Linked DNA regions of Nomascus leucogenys: region 1 is linked to region 2. The links are chromatin contacts, called in public Hi-C maps. All regions are on one chromosome and are shown on one strand. The core of a region is the stretch at or near the end of the contact, and the rest is flanking DNA. Distances in the headings are between cores, read along the strand shown. Region 1 overlaps PMP22 (peripheral myelin protein 22). Region 2 has its middle 8.5 kb from the start of ZNF287.

What was found. Hi-C and Micro-C count contacts between places; a contact is called where the count stands out from the background.
Region 1: a Hi-C map of a lymphoblastoid cell line shows a contact between it and region 2, with 4 times the contacts expected there. The contact joins two enhancer-like sites. A contact is called at or near these places in 2 of 4 Hi-C or Micro-C datasets (both in a lymphoblastoid cell line).

Annotation. Positions count from the first base shown.
Region 1 is chr19:62,301,581-62,305,763 of Asia_NLE_v1, reverse strand. All of the region lies in intron 3 of PMP22 (peripheral myelin protein 22), which reads left to right. Among named protein-coding and RNA genes, the nearest start is that of PMP22, 16 kb to the left of the region's middle. Within about 2 kb of position 1,298, the one cell type or tissue checked has an H3K27ac peak away from gene starts, as active enhancers do. A contact at or near this core is called in a lymphoblastoid cell line, where this site is marked.
Region 2 is chr19:62,191,443-62,196,137 of Asia_NLE_v1, reverse strand. No RefSeq gene overlaps it. Among named protein-coding and RNA genes, the nearest start is that of ZNF287, 8.5 kb to the right of the region's middle. Within about 2 kb of position 3,122, the one cell type or tissue checked has an H3K27ac peak away from gene starts, as active enhancers do. A contact at or near this core is called in a lymphoblastoid cell line, where this site is marked.

The DNA.
Region 1 (4,183 bases), core at 49-2,548, 110 kb before region 2:
CTGTTCATGTTCAGGATGTAATTGTGGCATCGAGGGATCCTAAAAGGAGGTGGCCTCTGAGCTGGGCCTTGGCAATGGGGTAGAATTTCAGTAGGCAGAGGGAGCAGAGATGGGTTTTGTGCTTGCAGATGGGCATTGGTTTACTGTCACTGGTGGGGGTAGCAGCTCTGTTGTTCTAGCTCTTAATTTCCATAATGCGTGGTCTTTTTTCATACTTTGGGGGAAAGAAGGAGGAGAACTCTATTATTTCTATAGGGAGAATTCCTCTTAAACCTAAAGATCTTAAAACTAAACCAATTATTCCCTGTTCATTCTTCACTGATGCAGTTCATGACTGCAATTGCAACTGCCTTTCCCATCATTTTCTATGGCTAAACTCAGTGTTTTTAAGTGAGCTCTTGTTTTAAAATACAGAAAAAAAAAGTTTCCTGATAAATCCGTTTGAAAGACACTGTTTTGAAAGTTAAGCAGGCTTTGATCATTCATGGTACATTGTGAATTACCAAGGAGGGAGATTGATATCCTTGATCATACAACCCACGCCCCTCTTTTTTCTTTTGTATCTGGTGGAGTAAGTCTTCCAAGAGCAATTCTTAGAGAAACAAAGCCTACTCTGTTTCCCTGTTTCTTTAGTTTTCCAACAAGCATATAAAAAAGCCTCAGACAGCTTACTACTATCCAGTAACCTCAGGTACCTCAGTGGCTGCATGCTATTCCCTTTAGAAGCCCAAGAACTCACTAGCAGAACAAGGATTTGGATGTCAAAGTGCAGAACTCGACCCCCACAAACTAGCTCTGTGCCTGCCACAAAGCCTCTTAATTAGGAATGCAGTTCATTGAACAACTGTATCAAGTTTAGCCGGAATACCTTGACATGAAGGTTCCTTCCACTTACTGAGCAGTTTGTGCCCACTAGTGGCCAGACACAGGCTTTGCTCTAGCTAAAATGCCGCCAGGATTACCTGTTGAAAGAGCCGCCCATGTGGTCTTCATTGCCTTTGTGAGCTCCATGCTGGCACGTAGTTGTCTCCATCTGTTTTGCTTTCTGCATGAATCATAGGCAAAGTTAGCCTGACCAGCAAGCCCGTTTCAAAGCCACCAGCTGGGGAGAAGTTGAAGCCCAGGGGGCAAGACCCACGCTGGGCTTTGGGCATGCTTGAGCTGGTGGGCGAAGCATATGGGCAAAGGCCACATTGTTTAGGATGGGGGCCTCTCAGAGACTCAGCTATTTCTGGAATGACATTCATACTGAGAAATAAGGAAAATGGTGATCTGTGTGATGGTTGTGGGTTGGGAGGTTTGGCCGTGGGAGTCCTGGTCTTGGGGTCATATGTTTTGAAAACAGTCTAGCACTATGCAAATGGGAGGTATTAATAACTCTTTGCCTCTGTGATTCACCCTCTCATGGCTTTTTCTCTCTTGGCCTCTCCAAGGTCTCTTCTGCCTCTTTTGCAACTGTCCTTCCTTTCACTTTCAACAAAACCTGTTATCTTGAGTCAGAACAGTTTTATGAATTGCCCAGAGTGGGACTTGATATGGGGCAGGGTTGGTTCCATGCTGGTAATGAAAGATGCACATGAACTGTTACATTGAAAAGTGCTTCATACTTTCTGAGCCCTTAACTTACTAGGTTGTAGGCCCTGGGCTAAGAATATAGCTGAGGGGGCTGATGTATTTCCTTCATTGCTCAGCTGCTCCTACAGCAGGAATCTGACCTTGAAATGAGCTTTGGTCTTTGTGCAACTCGAGCTTCCCACTATCTGTTGGGGGAGCTGGGTCTGGGTGCTGCCGCGGCCCATGTTAGAAAGCTGTCAGCAGCTCTTGTACCGGACACTCTCAGAACAGGAGGCCTGCAAAGAGCTTTAGCTTTAGTTTTGTTGTTGTTGTTTTTTTTTTTTTTTTTTTTTTTTTTAGACAGAGTCTTGCTCTGTTTCCAGGCTGGAGTGCAGTGGCATGATCTCAGCTCACTGCAATCTCCGCCTCCTGGGTTCAAGTGATTCTCCTGCCCCAGCCTCCCAAATAGCTGGGATTACAGGCGCATGCCACCACACCCAGCTAATTTTTGTATTTTTAGTAGAGATGGGGTTTCACCATGTTGGCCAGTATGATCTCGATCTCCTGACCTTGTGATCCGCCCGCCTCAGCCTCTCAAAGTGCTGGGATTACAGGCGTGAGCCACCGCGCCCGGCCAGAGCTTTAGTTTTTAATTCCAGTGCTCAGCACCAAGGTTGGATATTGGCTTAAAACTGCCACTGGGAACTCCACAAATATTTACCAGGCCTCCACTTTGCACCAGGAACTGAGTGTGGCCTGGAGGGCAGCAGGTACTCAACATAAGCTCTACTATTTACTGCATACTTGCAATTTGGGTGGGGGGTGGGGAAGAGTATGGCCACACTGGGGCTTGTGTTAATCTATAGTTTATAGCCACTTGGGATGTTGGTGTCACACTAGGTTTGATCTAAATAAAACAGGTTTGTAATTGACAGCATTTTGCCTTGCATTATATTTCTCTGAACTCGAATAATTATTTTCTGTACAGCTGACTTGTTTTGCTGCAGCAGAGTTTGGCAGATAATAGCTTGCATGTTGAATCCAACCTGCTTTTGTAAATAAGATTTTATTGGATAAATGGCTATTGAAGGAATGGGCCACACCTACTCATTTACATCTTGTCCATGGCTATGGTTGATTTTGTGCTACAAAGGCAGAATTGAGTAGTTGCTAAGAAGACCGTATGACCTGCAAAGCCTAAAGTATTTGCTCTCTGATTCTTTATAGATAGTTTGCTATCTGTGCAGATATTTGCATTCTGACTCTGTAGCACCCTTATGCTGGAGAGGAGATATGAATTGATACCAAAGTTGTATCAAAACACTTTTTGGAGTTCTGGCCAATGTGCTAATAACCTGGCTTGTGTGAACATTGTGGCTCCCATTTTCTTTTTTTCTTTTTTTTTTTTTTGAGACGGAGTCTCGCTCTGTCGCCCAGGCTGGAGTGCAGTGGCGCCATCTCGGCTCACTGCAAGCTCCGCCTTCTGGGTTCACGCCATTCTCCTGCCTCAGCCTTCCGAGTAGCTGTGACTACAGGCGCCCGCCACCGCACCCGGCTAATTTTTTTTTGTATTTTTAGTAGAGACAGGGTTTCACTGTTAGCCAGGATGGTCTCGATCTCCTGACCTCATGATCCGCCCTCCTCGGCCTCCCAAAGTGCTGGGATTACAGGCGCGGGCCACCGCACCCGGCCTGTGGCTCCCATTTTCATACTGCTTGGTGTGACACAGATGGAAATGCTTCAGAACCTGGCCCCTCAATAACAGCCTGTAAATGCTTGTTTACCCTGTTTCTCACATCTGCCTTTTAGGTGGGGGTTATTTGCACTATCCTTTAACAAAGCTTCAATAGCAACTCTTTTGTTTGATCATTATGACAACTCAGTAAAATATATTAGTGCCTCAAGTATGTGAAGCAGAATTCAAGGCCAAAAAAATGTATGTGGCAAGTTAGGTGGGTGGTCAGAAGAACTTGGCAACAGAGCCCAGCCCTTCCTGGGCTGTCCTAACCGGAGCACATAAATGCTGGAGAGAGTCAGGCTTTGCACGTGCTCCCACGGGACCCTATCCTTGGACAGGATCAAAGCCCTGTCATTTCTGGAGTGTGTGATATCTGCTGTCTCTTACTGCGCTGGTTATCTGTCTATTCCAGTTTTGATGAATGGCTCTGACTGGGGAGCAGCATCATCTGAGCTTAGAAATGTCCTCAGGACCCTGTGGGCTTCCCTTTGAACAACAACGAGAGCTCTTGAATCTTGCACCAGCCTTTTGGAGCTGGAATGGAGGTTGCTTTCTCCTGGGCTGGGCTCTGTTTTTTTCTCTCGCTGTCACTGTGTAGCTTTTGATCAATGGCATTCGAGGAAAGGAAAATCCCTTATTCTTTTCCTGGGCATGTGGAAGCCCAGTCCTGCCTAGAATTCCAGTAGCCCTTTGAGTTTTGGAATCCTAACTCTTAATAAGTCAATAGACTGCTGCATCTGTTTTTACCTTCGTAATCTTTTAAATTGGTTTTAATTATTTAAGTAGTACAAGTATTATAATATATGAAAATATTCTCAACTGAAAGGCCTTCTTGACCAAACTCTTCTTCGTTGCAACAGTAGTTCCTGGGGGAAGTCATTGACATCAATT
Region 2 (4,695 bases), core at 1,873-4,372:
CAAAGTCAGCGTGATTCTTCTATGGAGACAGAGAGAGGCAGTCAGCCAGAGAGATGGGAGGCTCTCAATCGGCCGCCATACTCCAGAGGCTCAAAGAGGAGATGGGACAGTTACCAAGTCCCAGAGCAACTCTGGTCCTCAGCTCGCTACCACACTCCTCCATTCTCCACGACGATGCTCAGCAAGGATCAGGCGCTGCTGGGTGCTCTTTCGGAAAGGTCTGAACTGCTCTGATTGCCCTGGGACTCGCCAAAGATGGGTCCAGGCCCTCAGAAACTGGGGGTCAGGAGAAGGCACCTGTAATTGGAGAACCGAGACTCCTCCCTTGACTGGCCTCATAGCAAGGGCGGCAGAAGACCAACTTCTAATGAGAAGCACCCGGAACCCGGGGTTGGGGGCAGAACCTAGGGTGGGAGGACTTGAGGACGCCCATAGGATCGCACTGCCCACCCTTCCCCACCTGGGCCCTCAGGAAGTGCCTTACAAAGAGGTGATTCAGCATCTCATGGCAGTAGTCGTTGCATAGTTGTGCCAAGCTGTTGGTGGCAAAGGTGGTAAAGCCGTGGGCGTGGAGCAGGCCTGGCAAGATCAGGAAGCCAAAGCACAACCGTAAGGGGGCTCACAGAAGAGGTTTCCCCAAAGCCCAGAGTGGTAACATTCCTGCCAAATCCAATGAATAGCAGCCTGCGGTCCTCGCATGACCCCTGTGAGCCAGAAGAAGCCGAAACCCCCAGACGCCTGGGGGTGAACATGACGCTGGGTGGAGCGCAGAGCAAGGCCGCCCCCCTGCAACACACCCGGTGGGCCCTGTCCTGCTTCCTGCGCTCTTTGTGAGTCCACACAAGCAGAAAGTCCAAATGAGAGGAGAGGGGCAGCCCAGGGCACAAATTCTACTGTAGAAGGGGAAAGCCTGCAGCACAGATGGTGGACACTCCTTTTTGGGAGGGGACAGCACTCCTTGGATGCAGGAAGAGTCCCTCCCACAGTCAGGCACTTTGGGAAAGGGCGGGAGCAGGCCTTCGAGGGTTTTACACAGAATTAGTTCACCAGAATCCTCCCACCCCGCCTGGGAGGTCAGAGGTCAAGGCTCACCCCAACACAGTCAGGATCAAGTGGATCCCGAGTCGAGTCCCTGATAACAGTAGTGACTTCCTCCACTCTGCCACCACCCTCACCCCAGGTAGATGAGTCACTGCACAGCATGACAGCCCCCATAAAAGGGGCTCCTCCTCAAAACGTTCCTTTCTTGAAAAGTACTGATCTGCACGTTTTTATGAATCAATAAATGCACTTGCTTTGTGCCAAGGGGCTTTAAGACATCCCTGGATGTTAAGAAAAGAACCTACTAAGATGGTGATCTGATGGTTCCTGAGGTCTACATGCTTGATATTCAGAAACTCAGCGACGGTTGTGATCTTCAGCCTTTATTTATGAGCTCATCTTGCAGTGACCTGCAGGCAAAGGGGGAAAATCCTGTGTTGCCCTGAAATCAGTTTCCAGGCATCAAGAACCTGCCCTCTTGATGAAGCGAGGTCAGTCAGCCCAGCCCCAGGGCTGTCTCCAACTCAGAGTCTCACCCCTTTTATCTTTTATCCTCTGTCCCTTTGGACTGTGTCCAAATGTGTGCCTGGGTTCCCCTAGCCACACACGCTGGCCCATGATGTCAGAGCATTCTGGGTGCTTAGTGGTTTGGCTGTCTTAGTCTGTTTTCTGTTGCTTGTAACAGAATACCTGAAACTGGGTAATTTATAAACAAAAGGCTTTTGTTTCTTACAATTATGGAGTCTGAAAAGGCCAAGGCCAAGGGGCTGCTGGTGGGGACGTCTTGCTGGTGGGGACTCTGCAGCATCCTGCTACAGCACAGGGCATCATGTGGCAAGGGGGCCGATGGTGCCAGCTCAGGTCTCTCTTCCTCCTCATAAAGTCACTAATGCCACTCCCATGATAACCCATTAATCCATTAACCCACTAATCCCTTAATTCATGAGCAGAGCCTTCTTGACCCAAATCACCTCTTAAAGACCCACCTCTCAACACTGCCGCATTAGGGATTAAATTTCAACATGAGTGTTAAGTCTCTTGAAGGTGCTGAAACCTCATGGGAGAAACCCCTGATGGGTTTGATACTGGTTTAATGCCTGCCAAGATGCCTGGCCTAAATACCCATGGCTGCAGAGGGGAGGAGCCCAGGTCCCTCTTTAGAAAGCTGGGGAGGGCCAAGCGCGGTGGCTCACACCTGTAATCCTAGCACTTTGGGAGGTAAAGGTGGGTGGATCATGAGGCCAGGGGTTCGAGACCAGCCTGACCAACATGGTGAAACCCTGTCTCTACTAAAAATACAAAAATTAGCTGGGCGTTGTGGCACGCGCCTGTAATCCCAGCTACTCAGGAGGCTGAGGCAGGAGAATTGCTTGAACCCGGGAGGTGGAGGTTGCAGTGAGCCAAGATCACGCCACTGCACTCCAGCCTGGGAGACAGAGCAAGACTCTGTCTCAAAAAAAAAAAAAAAAAAAAAAAAAAAAAAAAAAGGAAATTTCTGTGCAACTCATCAATATGGGATAATATTTTGAAACAAGTGGAAAATTAAATAAGCTTTCCAACAAAAAATTCTGACAAAAAAAGAACACTTGCATTGCCTTTGCTTACAACAAAGAAAAACAAAAATAAAAGTTTTTTTCTCTTGCAAAACATAATTTGCAAGTATGTTTAAAGACAAACTTTTACAAGACAAGTGAATGTATTTTCCAATTTTGAAAATGAACAAAAAAGAAATGTAAAGACAGTAATAATGTATAATCCGGGATGTTACGAGGAGATTACAGACATCCTAGTTTCACCATTGGATTGGAGATAGACACATTTTTCTTTCTTTTTTGTAGTGACGGGGTCTCGTTGTGTTGCCCAGGCTTGTCTGGAACTCCTGGACTCAAGCGATCGTCCTCGGCTTCCCCAGGTGCAGGGGTCCCAGGCGTCAGCCCGCGCCCCGCCAGCGATAGACAAAATCAAACTGAACCTCCTCAGATGCTGAATATTCCGAAGGGGAAAGTTCGCTCAATGAACACACCTGATTTACAAAACTCAGCCACTGGCTCTGTACCATCTGTAACAACTTAAGCAATCGGTTAGAGCTGGCCCCTCCCTCCTCAGCCGTCACGGCTGTTTCCTCACAGAGGACGCGGCCCTGGATCGTCCGAAGCCGAAGCTGTGTGGCGCTTCCCGAATGGGCTCAGAGGGAACGAAGCTGGTGTCGGCTCCCAGGATGGGCGTCAGCAGCTGCAGACGGAACACGCATGCGCCTCACGCAGGGCAGAAAAGGCGGAGTCTGGCGCCCTCCTGCGGCGTCGGGGCGCAGCACAGGCACTTTATCTCTGGGCCACTATCCCCCTATTCTAATCACTCCAGCACCAAAAAAATTAAAAAAATTACTCCTCTCTCCCACTTTTTCTTCCCTCCACCCACATTGCACCTAAGTAACAGACAACTGTGCACAGACCTATGCCCCAGGGCACACTAAAATTATTCAAACTGGCCAGGCGCGGTGGCTCACACCTGTAATCCCAATACTTTGGGAGGCCAAGGCAGGCAGGTCACAAGGTCAGGAGTTCGAGACCAGCCTGGCCAACATGGTGAAACCTTGTCTCTACTAAAAATACAAAAATTAGCTGGGCGTGGTGGTGTGTGCCTGTAATCCCAGCTACTGGGGAGGCTGAGGCAGGAGAATGTCTTGAACCAAGGAGGCAGAGGTTGCAGTGAGCTGAGATTGTGCCACTGTACTCCAGCCTGGGTGACAGAGCAAGACTCAGTCTCAAAAAAAAAAAAAAAGATTATTCAAACTAGCCAATTCCGAATCCACTTACCATGCCTCATCATTCCTTCCCATGGAAACCACAATAAATGCTCTTGGCCACAGTTCCCCACTCTCTGCCTCCTGACCAATCCAGTGCTTCTTCATGGGGATCCCCATAGCATGGAATACCCGCTTCTGTTGGGATCTGTATTACAAACTATCTTTTCAATGCCAGTCATCTTCTGATCTATTGGACTTACTATACTTAAATAATAATAACACCTATATTAAAACATGCCCAAACTCACATACACCACTCCCATTTTACTTATGAATTACTGCTAGACTTGCTTGACCTCATGACTTAAAGCATCTGATGGAACCTAGCTCATGATAAACAGGTCTGGTCAAGGTCACATGATGTTCCATGGTCAAGTTCTTTACAAGTGTCATGCTAGGAGCTGATCTTTGAATGGCATAAAATTCTGTGCTGAAGATGACAAGACCTCTTCTATAATCCAAGGGGTCTATATTGTGATTCACATGGTGGGGCTTGCCATAAACTCCACATGGTGTCTTTTGCAGCCCAGATACCTCTACTACTATAACAGCTGCTGGGTCATATGGCCCAGGTGGAAGTGCTGCTTGAACTACAGCCTGGACCTGCTGCCCAGCCTTTTCCTGCTCTGTGCCCCACTCAGAGCTGACAGCATTCCATGTCATGATTCTTGCTCAAGTTAGAATGTTCTGCCTTTGAAACCCAAAAGGTCTTACCAAGGATTGTGCTTCCTTGTTAAGAGGTAGGAGTGTAGGCCAGGCATGGTGGCTCACGCCCGTAGTCCCAGGACTTTGGGAGGCTGAGGTGGGCGGATCACAAGGTCAGGAGTTCTAGACCATCCTGGCTAACA